Regions from separate parts of the Mus musculus genome. Here region 1 is linked to region 2. A link is a contact called in public Hi-C data. All regions are on one chromosome and are shown on one strand. Each heading gives the region's core, a stretch centred on a gene start, on an enhancer-like site or on the middle of the called end of the contact. The rest is flanking DNA. Distances are from core to core; before and after follow the strand shown. Region 1 overlaps Gm36722 (zinc finger X-linked protein ZXDB-like). Region 2 has its middle 60 kb from the start of Gm38992.

Region 1 (6,822 bases), core at 3,303-5,802, 210 kb before region 2:
CATGCACCCATTCACCTTTGGGGGATCCCAACATGTGCATAGTTTTTCAGGTCGTTCTACGGATGGAACATTGAAACAGCGAAAGTAGGCAAGGTCAGCCTACTCCTTATATTTCCCTAGGATTTATCTTCCCTTCTGCTGTAAGGTTGGGTGTAACTAAAAGAGAAGGGTTCCCCAAATTCTCACCCAACTCAAAGTAGACCCTGAAGCTACCTGAATGCTACCTGAATGCAGGACCTTAACTTCCTTAACCTGGCGAGGTACTAGGTTGTGGGGTTTGCCCCTCTGCATCTAACAAGATTTCAACAATAAAAACTTTGTATAGCCGGGCTGACCGCTGTTTCCAGGGCCTGACATGGAGAAATGCCAACTGATGGACTCTCCGTGAAAATGAAGGGCTCTGTATAGGAAGAAATGGCGTCTGGTAGTAGTAACTCTGAAGTTCACATGTCATTACAGGGGGGAAAAAAAGGGCAGAGCCATATGTTTGAGAAATCAGAGCTTGCAGATAATTCCTGGCTGCCGAGGCTGCATTTTCGAGTTCTTCCTATTGTACTTCTTTGGTTTCTGCTCCTTCTGGATCTACTCAGATGGTAAACACACAAGCACAGGTGTCCCCATGAGTCTGTCCCTCCCAGAGGCCTTTCGATTCTTTAAGAACCTCAGGGGAAGGGTGTGTGTGGGGTCCTACTTCTCTGACATCTGAATGAAGTCTGCCTGGCATTTGACCTGACTTTATTATTGTAAATATTTTCTGTCGACTATCCCGACGGCAAGCAACCCTTTCTGCAGTTCATATCGCTGTTAGGGGATCCCGATGGGAAAAGAGCCGCGTTCAGGCAAGCGCTAAGGGTTGCTAGGTTCTGGGAAAGGCCAGAGAAGTGTTGCATAGGCACGCTCAGGACAGTAACCTGTGCTGTAAGACGTCGCGGCTCCTTGCACCGCCTCATCCAGCGGTCCAGCTGTTTTCTCACTCTACTAGAGGGCGGAAAAGCCTGAGCATGGTAGAGGATATAGAATTCTGTGAAAGATCTACTATGTAGAAATCGTTCCCTCTACTCTTCACAGAGACGCGGTTATCTTTTTAAAAAGCAACAATGGGTTTTCAGTGTCTGTGCAAGTACCTAGGAACTTCTGGTCCACTTTGAATTATGCTGGGTAGTAAATGTCTTAAGTTAAATACGTCTACCTTTGGGAGGTGCCGCGTTTCTGAGAATAATTTCTTAAACCCCTAAAAATAGACAGAGGAAGGAAGGAGATGAATAAAGAGAAACATCCAAACACTCAGTGCCAGCCCATGGGGGAAACTGAGAGTTGGCATCTCGGTCAGGAGACTCACCTTGAAACTGGGTGGTCAGATTATGACCCCTTCAACGTTCCCAAGAGCCAAAGAGGCAATCTTGACCACCCCTGAGACTGCATCTAAGACTCAGAGGTCCTCTACCTCCTGCTGAATCTCCAGAAGACTCCCAGAGAGAGTTGTCTAGGTCAGGGGTGAAACACCCTACCAAGCTTTTCCAATTTTGAGCCCTGGGTTTCCATTCCTGGGACCGTTTATCATAAGTTTCATCCACCTTGGCTAGCCTGAGCCCCTTGAGGGTGAGGTATACCAATTAGAGACATGGCTCAAAACAGTGTTCTGAGGTGCAAGGAGTCTAGCCCCCTGCCCCCACTGCCCAGTATACTGTTTACAGTTGTATGATGGGATGTAGTGGCTTGGCTATGCCTGGAGGCAGACAAGTTTGTATTCTAGATGGCCGCTAAATGACAGCCCTTCTGGTCCTAGGAAGGCTGGAGTGTCTCTTAGTTGAGTGCCCACCTAGAAGAAAAAAATCCTGAATGCCATCATTCCAGGACCTGGAGCTAGGGCTGGCTGGTGTCTCTCAGCCTAAAGTCTGACCTCAGACGGGGGTACATGCTGAGTCCGTGGAAGGATCATCTTGAAGGACAAGGACTCTGGGAGACTTTGGTGATAGCATGGGCCTTTGGCAACAACCCAGGGTTGCGCCCTGACAAGAGGCCCCAGGAGTAATTCATCTCCAGCCTGAAATGGTCAGAAGCCTAATGGACCTGCTTTTTTCCCCCTCACTTTTCTGGGTTAGGCAGTGGTGGAAAAATGCCATGAGTCCTAACATTACTACCTCAACCTGGCACTGGGCTTCAGTCCCTGCCAGAGCCTGAGGTTAGGAGGGCCTGAGTCAGGCTTTAGCCTGTTTGCTAAAGGTACTTTCTCACAGCAGGGAAAGTTTGTTTCTCTTTTTCCTGGTAGCTTTGTTTTAAGAAACCAGATGTTTTGTTTGTAAATTCTCCCCAAGAACGTTTACAGTTTGAACTTGAAATAAACCTTTGAAAATCAGGGCGGTGGATTAGGTAGATTAATGCCACTTCTCTCCAGCTTCTGGAGAGCTGTATCAGGGTGCAAGGAGAATGAGACTAAGGGTGGGCGACAGTCGTGTAAGAAAAGGAAGAGAATGGCTTTATGCAAAACCAAGAATTATAAGCACCTCCCAAATCCAACACAGGAAGACACAGCCACATATGCAGGCACACACTTCCATCCCCCTCCTGGTATCGTATCTAGTTTGCTAATTTCTTATGTCTTGGGACTCAGAAGAAAAGACCCAACTTTGACTACATGGCCAGTGCAAGTCTGTGGGTTTTTAGCTGAACTCTGACTTAAAAGCAAAAGGGCTGTAGGGCTTCCCAGGTAGCCTGGCTGCGGGTGATCAGTCCCGGGATTCCGGGATGCAGATGGGGCAGGTTGGAAGCTAGTTCACTAGATTAGCGAGGACTTTGGTTATAAATCCCAGAGGTAGAGCTTTCCATCCCCCAAGAAAGCTGGTGCCTGCTGCTTCCCCTTCCTTTTGCTTCATCCCCACTCCCCATCCTAGATTCCTGGGCAGTTAGCTTAAAGAAAATCTCAACAGAAACTAAACCTAACAGCAGAGGGACAGGAGATGATCTTGGGTGGGGTTGGGTCTAGGCGTAAGCCAGGCAGCTTCGTTATCCACTGTGCCAGTCCCCCATCTCTTCTTCCCTCCCCCAGCCCTATTTTCAAATACCTCCGTTTTCTTCCGAAATGTTTTTTCATTCGTTTACCGAAGTTACGGGAAAACTTTTTGGAGATCGCCGGTTAAATGGAGAAAACTGAAAGTCTTTGTACTTCGGTCTTAACAGGACAGAGCTGCTTTAAGCTCCTTTCAAGAGCAGAGTTTCCAAGGAAAATGCCCTTTGGTCAGACTCCTACCTTCGGACTTGGGTTCTAAGGGAGAATTTTCTCCAAATCCCCCCTACATCATTGCATGCTCTCGCTCCAACTCCACTGAGTGAAATATATTTATAGAAACCATTTGGACATTTAAAAACCAAACAAAACCTATATTCAAGATAGCTGATGCTGGCCACGTAGAGACTCACCCTTGGCCAAGAGTGAGACTCGCCCCTGGCCAGGAATGGCTACTTCTTTGCTGATGGGGATGTGGGAGATGCCCACCTGCTCCCGCGCGGTGGCGGGAGCTCGCGGATGTTAGTGACCCGGTGCTGGTGTGAACTCGGCTCTTTAGTTCTTCCGCTCTTCGAATAAAGGGGGGACAAGGTCCCATCAGTCAAAACACTGCGTCATTGAGGACCAAATAGAGCCCACCTTCCTAACAAGATGACCTCAATAACTGGATAGGGGAGTTCCCAGACCACGATAAATCTCATTCCCCTTTCTCTCTTCCTACATCGCTCCTCTCTTCTGTCTAACTCAAGATGGTGTTGTGACTGTTCCCACTTCCCAAACAGGGAAGACCAAACGCAGCACTGAATGGGGGCAGGTAAAGAGGGGCAAGGAGCTTTATTCTTTTCTCTTGTATCTGTTTTGAAACTTAGTAAATATCACTTGTATTTGGACCTTTGGGTGCTAGAAGGTCATGGGGTATGAGGCGGCGCGTATGCAAGTGGTATCTGGCCCCAGGGCTCTTCTACCTAGAAGAACTAAAGATCTACGAACACCCTGCACAGACGCTCTTACTAAATTTTGTCTTAGCTGTTGTTTGCCTTCTGTCTCTTGAGCGTTCTTCCTTCTTTTTCCCTTTCTGTTTTTCTGCTCTGTTCTCTCTTTCGAAGAGTCATTCCTTGACCGTCATAAAAATTCTCAGGGCATTCCTTTTGAATCTATGAGTTTTGTTTTGTTTTCTTCCCAAGTGCACCACCCTATGCACTATTTCTGAGGGAACTAAGCAGTTTGCGAGGTTCCTGGCTTTTGGGGTGGAGGGGAGAGGGTGAGAAAAAGGTCAGCCTCTGGTCGACACCTGGTTTAAAACAAAAGAACATGTTAAGAAGTTTCAAAGCTGCCAATAAAACCCTTTAAGTGGCTTGTGATGCACTGCCTAGAGTTCCCGCGATGGCATTGGTAAATGACTCTAATGCCCAAAGAAAAACATTACAAATGCCGCTGTCTGCGCCACCAATCGGGCGCCGCTCTCCAGCGCGGGCGGTGGCTCCTCTCTGGCGCGGAGGGCACCCGCATTTGCATGATAAATTGACCAGACTGGCGGCAGCCAATGAAATATTCAAATTAGGCACGCGGGGGGTGGGAGTGTGGTGAAGTCCCTGGGGCTCCCCCTTTGAGCAGGAGCAGAAACTGGCCTTGCCACCTCTCCTTTAGCGCCCCCCAGAGGCGGGACAAAGCGTGGCCCTTCTGGGAGAGGAGGGTGGGAGAGTTTGGGGGGAAGGGAGGTAACACTCTACAGGTGCTCTTGGGCACTGGAAGGCATTAGGGTTGGCCAAGTGGATTAGGAATGTCTTAGAGCCTCTATCTCTCTTGCACTTAAATCAGCAGGATTGCAGAATCAGATAGAGACTCAGCAATTTAGGGGAGCCCTAGACCCTTTCTAATAATATGGTTGCTGTGTTGGCCCTCTGACCACAGCAGTCTTCCCAATACTAAAATTCTGGAGCAGATAGATCTAAGCTGCCATGAGGGGAAAGATTCCATACCAACAGGTAGGGAAGGTAACCTAGTTTAGAGCTATGTTAGACTCTCAACTTTCATCAGGCCTGAGATTTCACAGGACACCAACTGTGGCTTTGCTCCTGGGAGTGGAGACACAGGCTCTGCCTAGATCTTGGTAGGAGCCTCAGCAGGCAGAACTCATCTGGTCAGGGATATTAAGGGAGAAAGCACCCAGGCTCAAGGCAGCACTCTGAGTATGTACAAATGGGAACTTATAAATTACTAGTCAGTAAATGGAAACCCTACATGGGATATGCCAGAGGATATAAAGGGAACTAGCTTTTAAATAGGGGTACCACTGGTGGCCAGGGACTCTTGGTCTTCTCAGGAACCTAGCGAGCCCATCTTCTGGTCTGGCTCCCGCGTGGGAGACCTGACTCAGTTCATACGAATGTATGGGGGTCTCTCTGCAGTGCCTTCCTACTGTGTGCCAGCCTTAGCCTGAAGGGTAGTACTGTTTCTGTAGTCTGCTATGGAATGATAAGCACTCTCACCCCTCTCCCATCACAAGGCTTAGAGATGGGCCTAGTTGCCCTAGACAACGCTTAATTCCCAGCTCTTTCTCCAGGCCACAAGGGTCTTTAAGAAGTGGCATGAGTCCCCTTAAGCATTTCTCCCCTCGACATGCTAAGCAGAAGTCAGTTAACTACAGCTGTCCTTCCTGGCCACCAACCAAGGAGGCTCTCTGGGAGGGTCAGAGCCTAGCAGAGCCTGGCTCCAGGCTGGCTCGAGAACTGTAAGGACACCAAGCAATAGTCTCGGCTTGCTGTCTTACAGTTTACAATCCCAGCACTCTGAAATCTAAGGTAGGAGGATTCAGAATGTGGGGCTAACCTGAGCTGTAGGCTAACCCAAGGAAAAATATTAGTTGCCGATACAAATATGGGAGAGAGTTGATTTTGATTTTGGATCACTTAGCAGGTTTTATCTGCATGTCCAACACGAGGTGACTAATGCATGGGCTGTTTCTGTCATTCAGGGTCTTAAGGGGTGTTAGCCAAAGAGAGGAGATTTTGATCTTCGGCCCAGTGGGGGGATGCATAATGTAACACAGCTGGTAGCCAAGTTTGGTCCAGATATAAAAGGACATTTTCTCTTACTGCTAGCTTGCATGCTTGGTCAGAATTCCCACAAGGAAGGGCCTGGGAAGAGATGTGCCTATACTTGGCAGGCTGGGTCATTTTTGACTGTGTCTCAGGAAGTCCTTCCTTGGTTATTCTCAGGCCTCATCTCTGGGCCAGGAAAGACGAGCCCCCCTCAGTGGGTCCTGATCACCCTCCAGCATTGAAGTTTGTCACGTGATCCTTTCCATAAATGCAAACAGCTACGTGGACAGGTAGGAACACAGAGGGTGACTCTGTAGCCCCCAGTCCAGAGCCTCACGTCCTCTGAACGAGCCATTCAGTTCCTCTTAGGAAGACATCATGCACACAGAAGGCCTACTCTTCACACATACACATCACACCTGTTCCTGGCATGTGAGTGCAAGCTTTGGTATTAGTAATGGAGGTTGGATACTTGGCCCACAACTCACCCAGTAACTGAAGCACCTGGGACCTAAGGAGAAAACTTCCTAATCAAAATGGGAGCCATCCCCAAACTTCTGGTGAGCTCAGTCTAGGATGTGAGAGAGGCATCTAGCTGCTGCTTCTCTGGGGCTGCCCTCTCTGCAAGCATGCTGTTGCCTTGTTGCAGAGCCTGGTACACACTAGTCAACCATCCCATGGTGGTGCCCCTAAAGCCAGCATGAGAATGATAGTCACAGGGTCAGACCTCGAAGACAGACAAAGGATACAAGCAAGAGTGAGCAGGTGTGGGGCAGG
Region 2 (6,638 bases), core at 132-2,631:
CTTCAATGTGGTTAGAAAGAAGAGAGTGTGGAGAGGAAACACGCCGTATAATGACATAACAAATGATGTCACTATTATCCCTATTCAAAGTGGTCTGTGATTTCGAGACTTTTATAGTGTCCATTGTCAACGTGACACACCTGGGAGGAGGAAACATGAGTTGAGGAATTGACTGGGCTGTGGACTTGTGGGTGAGGCAATGTCTCTTGTCAACTGATGTGGAAAAGGTCCATGCCACCGTGGGCAGCAGCACCCCATGCAGATGGGACTGGGCTTTATACAGAAGGTGTTTGAGCAAGATAGAGGGCACGAGCCAGGAAGCAGAAGTCATCCATGATCTGCTTCAGTTCCTGCCTCAGTTTCTCTCAGTGACAGATGATGGACAATAACCTCCAAGCCTAATAAACATTTTCTTCCCCATGATGCTTTTGGCTATAAAGTTTATCATTGCAATTGAAATAAAAATAACTAGAACAACCACCAAAGATGTATCCAGTACTCAAGGCAGGGTCCTCTAGAACTGAGTCCCCAGAACCAGAGTGGGCATAGCTCATAGAGATGAGGTTTTTCTCTGGCCTCATAGGCAGCAGTGCAGAAAATACTGTTGATCCCCACTCAGACGCTCTCTAGCATCCATGCCTCTGTCTCCAAGATGCAGTGAGTGTGGGGATAGCTTATGGGTACAGTTATGAGTCACATCTAGAGCAAAACAGAGTACCTCTATTAACGATAGCTGCAGTCTGGCTTACTATGTCCCATTCTCTCTTATGAGATAGTGAGTGCATAGCCAGGCAATGACTTGTCTAAAAGGTCAGAAATTTTTCCTAGGCTGTACCCCATGATCCTAAGATCCTCTTGGTTGCTCTGAATCTATGAGGCATGCAGACCATGTCCTGCTGGCTTCCCTCTAGCCCTGTTCTGCAGCTCTTAGCAGACTTGCACCCAGAGCACGCTTTTACACCATGTTCCACAAGTCTCCCGGGAAGGATCTGCTTCTAGAATCCCTGATAGCAGCAACAAGGGGTAGAAGGCTGGGTGTGAACACTCCTGGGTGTGAACACTCCTTCTTACCCCTCAGGTGCTCCCTCTGAACACCCGAAATAAAGACGCTTAGGAACACACACCGTGTGCTCCAGCTTTGCAGACAAGTGTCCTTTGGAAAAGAGAGCCCTTGGAGTTACAGCAAAACGAAGGGAGGGGCAAAGAACAGAGGAAGGGCTGAACTGGGATGTAGTCATGGCTGAGGCCTCAGCTGATGTTGTGTGGAGATCTGGATACGCTGTGGACCGTGCTCCTGCCTCTGCCCACCCCTCTGTCATTGTGACATGGTAAAAATCTGGGTGGTTAGAGAGGTGACTATCTCATGATGATGGAGAGCTAGCTCATAAGTGAAACTGAAGCTGCTAACAAGGAGATCCCAGAGGGCTCCCTCAACCATCGAGCACATGAAAACATAGCAGGAAGATGGCCATGGACGGGTCAGAAAGAACACTCTTAAATGCACATGAAATCTGCCCCAGCCTCCAGCATGGACTATTCCCAATCTCTGGAACCTTGGGAAATAAACTTCTGTTGTTTGCCAGTTCATCAGCCTAAGGTGTTTGTGTTATAGAAACCTAGACAGATGAAGACCAGGGACAGACCTCAGGAGCGGTCCTGCGTTTTTCCATCTGCTCTACCAGGTCACAGACAGAGGGCTGTCCCCGGAGGAGAAGGACATGAGCTTCAGAAAGTAGCTTTGATCCATTTCTGAGAAAAATTCAGTCGCCCACTCTGAGCAGCCAACCTTTTCAGCAGCTGGGAAATTAGCTCAGAGCTTGGACAGCCGTGATGACATCACCTCACCCCAGAGAGAGTCCCTGTGTCAGAGTCAAGTCCCCTGGCATAGAGGAATAGGATTGTGCTGAACTCTGGCTTGGTGCCCTACACAGATAGGTGAGCCAATCAGACATGGCCCCTGTATATAGGCAGGCCCTCGGGGCTAGTACTTTACTGCATTGACCAGAAACCTGCAGAGGTCGACAGGTAGACCATTTAGTGTGCCTGCTCCTCAGGCTCTGAATCCCAGCTGTCTCTATAGTCACTGAAGAGTCTTCCAAGAAGAAAGTCATTCATGTGTCCCATCTCCGGGAGATAGGCCTTTTTTTTCCTTCTGTTTTTCTCACTTTTTCTGTGTACATGTGCTTCTCCTACAGCCCTTAGTACAGGAGGATGCTCTGAACTGTGAGAGGAAAAAAAGAGAGAGAGAGATGTTTGCAACGGATATTAGTAACATTTAATTAGCCTTGGATTACTTATTAAGTGACGATTATCCTTATTATGTCTGTCACAGATGAGCAACTACATATTGTCTATGGTTTATGGATCTAAAGTTCCCCACCGAGTGTCACAAATTCCCGTTATGGCCCCAGCTCTGGGATCTGGCTTTGGAGTTTCGGTGAGGCAAATTGGTCCCTCCACACAGCTAGATATCTCCCAGTTGGCTTGGCAGTGAAGTAGGGCAGTGAGGGAGGACTTCCTTCCTGCTAGTGAGCTCAGGGATGTGCCTTCACTCCTAAGGGGCCCTCTGAGTGTCAGGAGGAAAGAGCCCTGGAAATGAGGTCCCTCTTGGAAGTTAGGACGGTTAACCTGGGTCCTGTGGTTCTCATTCTCGAGAAGACCCTACATACACGTTTTTTAAAGTCTTTGTTTTATTACTGAGAAAGCAGCTGCCAAGAGGAAACAAGGGGGAGTGCAGAGGCCATAGCCACATCCTTGAGCTTTCCTCCCAAGCAAGAAGGGACCTCGGGTACAGGAGCCATGCCACAGAGAGGTCCTTGGCATCCAGACCCCCACAGCTCCCTTTCCTTCTTGTGCCTACCTCTCCCATAATGTCCTTTCCTTGGAAATGGTCCATCTCAGGACAGGGGTGCCAGCTAAGGCCTCCAACACATCATGTCCCCAAAGGTGAAGTTGATACATGGTTACAAATGCGTCCTGTTCCTCCTGTCCTGGAGTGACTGAAATTCCATCTTGAGATTGTCTTTGTCTGTCTCCTCAAGACTCCTTAAAATGAATCTTCTCATTAATCTTTGAGGAATTCATACACTCACACAAGGTGTATAGATCATATTCATCCCCATGCCTCCCCGGGCCCTGCCTTCTACATTCCTCTTCCCCCTCCCCACACAACTTTATATTCTGTTTATTAAACCCACTGAGTTCAATTTGTGTATCAGACCCTTTCACACTACACACCAGCATCAACACAGCACTGAATCCACCACAAGCGAACTTTCCAATTGCCTTAATAAGATGTATTTTTATGATACCAATGAAGGCTGGACACTAGAGGAGGGATGGACCCAAAGAGAAACCACAGTAAGTCCTACCTGGGACAACAGCTGACCCAAGGGGAGGCATACAGACCAACCATGGAAGAGGGCAAGGAGAAGATCAGGGGTCAGCTGCCTTTAGGGATGCTTGCCCTGATGTCACCATGGAGAAAGCACGGGGTCAGGCAAGTCTCCAGGTCTTCTCTACCTTCCATGCCACTCCAGCTTGGAATTAGTCCCCAGAAGCTAGCCACATGAATGTGCAAGTTAAATGCAAACAAAACTGTAAGACAACTAAGCTCACTGAAGTTTCAATCAGCACTTTTGAGTCAGCAGGATCAGTCTGCCACAGTATTTAAATGACTGTGTCTGAGTGACAGGGGAATGGCATCAAACACGCTGAGCCAGACCCTCCGTGTGCTGGGGTGGTTTTCCTTCACAGGTGGGTACAGTGCGTGCTGTGTGGCTGATGTGCAGAGAGAACATGGCACTTACATGCCAGGCCTCTTTGCTCTCCTCTCCTCCCACAGCAGCTGACGTGGTGTGATGGTGCCGAATTGATGGAATCACCAAGTTGAACGCAGGCTCTGACAGCAGGCCACGGCGGTCAGGATGGATGCACCCTGACTTATGACACGGTGTGAGTGATTATGCTCCTAGTTAACAGTGAAGACATGAACGATTGATCTAGTGTTCCCTTTGATCACTGACATTAGCCCCTCTTAGGTCCTCAGGACAGAAAAACAAATGTTAGGAGGCTGTAGGCACAGACTGTAAACTCTGGCTCCTGGAGCTGAATTTGAATTTTGTCTCCGTGCTATGTAAGCTTGAACAAGTGACTTCACCTCTCTGAACTTTAACTCCCTTCTCCATCCTAAAGATGGTCAACTGCCGCATAGGGCTGCTGTGAATGTCACAGGCTTATTAAAATACAGAGTATGTTCATAACAGTTCCTGACTCTGTGTGAGGGCTGTATGGCATATTCTTCTTGGGTCGGCATGGCTCTTTCTAGATCATTCCTAGGCATTTATGAACAACATAAATACATTCAGTGGAATTTGTTGGTTTAAAAATAATCAGGAGAAACAATGGGTCATGAATCATTTCTCAACTAGCTTTTAAGTAATGTGTGTCTTCGGCTCCTCCCCAGCACAGCCCCACACTAGGGCCCTCTAGATCGCAACTGGTATTATACAGACAAGGAGCAGGTTAGGGAGGAGACCTTCTTGGCTCACTGTACTGGTCAGTGGGCTCTGCTGTTCAGAGCAGAGTATTGAAGAAGTTTCAAGTCCTGATCCTCTCCTCTGCATCCATAAGATTCTGGTGATAAGATCAATATCACAGCCTCATTTTACCCTTCTGGAGGCACAGAATAATCAGGAGCAAACCTGTGTGTGTGTTTCTGTGTGTGTGTGTGTGTGTGTGTGTGTGTATCTGTGTGCACTTGTGCATCTACGTATGCACGTATGTGTGTGTTGCAGTCACTCTGGAGGTCACCCATGCATCGGGATCTGTTTGTATGTCTTGGAGCATCCTTTGGAAGCAGGGACGCTTACAGCCGTGATCACACCAAGTATCCATATTTAGCAGAAAATGTTCCTGATTATCAGCAAATAGCCACCATCTCTGCCATTTAAAGCCCGGTGTCCGTGACCTCTTCACCTTCTCCGGTGACATGGTAAAATGTGTGGGGACTGGCAGGAATGAAGAGGGCATGGCCAGGCACATCCGCCGCTGATGCTGGTTCTTTCTCCGAGAAGACGAAGCGGGTGCCTCTCTAGCTCTCATTAGCGGCTCCCGGTTGAAGTCTCTTGCAGCAACTCTCAGCCGCAAGGCTTTGTCCTCCCACCCGCAGCAACCTCTGTTAGTCAATAATAACAGCTTATTTAAAAATAGCTGCCTCTACTTGTTTGCACTGTTTCATCAGCGCCTCGATTCCGTCCCCAGAAGACTCGAGGAAGGTGTGCGACCTGTTTCCTCCAGAGCTGAACCTGTTTCAAGATCTAGGAAAAGACAGGCGCGTCTTTAGCAAACACTCACAATGTAATTGCCAGGCAGTTACAGTCCACGACAGTAAAATACCGCAGTTGGCCACACGGTAGGTTCATTAGTCAATAAAGCATCGCGTGCATTTTATTGAATTGTAACCCTATTTTGCCCTGATGTGGACCTCGTGCAGCTTCCGCCTCCATATAAATCTGAGTGATTCATTCAGCATTCAGAGTCGATAAAAGGAGAGCTTGGTCCAGCTCCAATGCAACCTGGACCCACTGGCTGTTATCTATGATTATCCACCCTGGCCCCCCTCTTGTCTGTGGGGACATTTTAATAAAAGCTCAAGTCAGAGATAAATCAAGGGGTGAATGGCAGGGTGCATTGCTTTCCCACAAGCCACTGGGACCCTGTGTGCATGAACTGAGTCTGCTGTTAGAATACCCAAGGAGGACCCAGAGCCTAGGGAGGAGATGAATTCATCAGTCTGCTGGCTGCTCCACCTGGGTCAGCCACACATAGAAACACAATTAAATCCTTCTCTCGTCCTTAATAACTGCCTCCACTTAGGGCGGAAGACAATGAAAAAGACTCCATCACATAAGCCACTTGTTTCAAAACTCAAGCGCAAACCGAACACTGTCAGGGAAGTTTCTGGTCTCCGAGTCAGCTCGGAATGCTAAAGCAGTAATAACAGCAGAAGGGTCTCCAGTAGTCATTATCCCACCAGCAGCCAGGGACTCACTGAGAGCATCACACCTCCGAGAGGCTCATTCCTAGGAAATTCACACAGGCTGAGTCACAGGTAACATGACCCCTACAATTAAGGCTCAGGGAACATCAATTAGGAGGGGACAGAAAGACCGTGAGAGCCAGATGATCAGGACATCTGTAGAGAGTGCCTTCTATATGTGACAAGGAAGCTACACCCATGAAACCTTAACAATATGGCTACCTAAATAACACCTGCACAATGATAACACCAGGTGACATCCCAGCATGGACAGATAAATCTCATAAAGTCCCACTCTTTGATAAAGACCTATAGGCAATTAATAGCTGCTGAAAGGGGGAGAGTCAGTCTTCTCTAGGGACATGCCCCCTGGTAGATTATCCAATCCTAAGTGGCCAGCCCTAAGTGCATATACATATGAGCAAAATAAAGTGGACTCAGCAGGCTGTGATATATATATATATATATATATATATATATATATATTTCTCTCTGTGTGTATTTATGTATATGTAACAATAGTAATTAAAGAGGAAGTCATGAGGCTGAGAGGGAGTGGGGATCATGGAAGGAGTTGGAAGGGTCAGTTGTGGGATGG

What was found. Hi-C and Micro-C count contacts between places; a contact is called where the count stands out from the background.
Region 1: a contact with region 2 is called in a Hi-C map of muscle stem cells, with 2.2 times the contacts expected there. The contact joins two enhancer-like sites. A contact is called at or near these places in 1 of 39 promoter capture datasets (hippocampal neurons), 3 of 484 Hi-C or Micro-C datasets (muscle stem cells, myocytes and uterus) and 5 of 115 datasets of contacts at active chromatin or transcription factors (embryonic basal ganglia, embryonic forebrain, embryonic hindbrain and 2 more).

The regions. Positions count from the first base shown.
Region 1 is chr7:36,688,456-36,695,277 of GRCm38.p6, reverse strand. All of the region lies in intron 1 of Gm36722 (zinc finger X-linked protein ZXDB-like), which reads left to right. Among named protein-coding and RNA genes, the nearest start is that of Tshz3, 6.3 kb to the left of the region's middle. Within about 2 kb of position 4,552, at least 17 of the 459 cell types and tissues checked have an H3K27ac peak or open chromatin away from gene starts, as enhancers often do. A contact at or near this core is called in muscle stem cells, where this site is marked.
Region 2 is chr7:36,479,479-36,486,116 of GRCm38.p6, reverse strand. No RefSeq gene overlaps it. Among named protein-coding and RNA genes, the nearest start is that of Gm38992, 60 kb to the left of the region's middle. Within about 2 kb of position 1,381, at least 3 of the 459 cell types and tissues checked have an H3K27ac peak or open chromatin away from gene starts, as enhancers often do. A contact at or near this core is called in muscle stem cells, where this site is marked.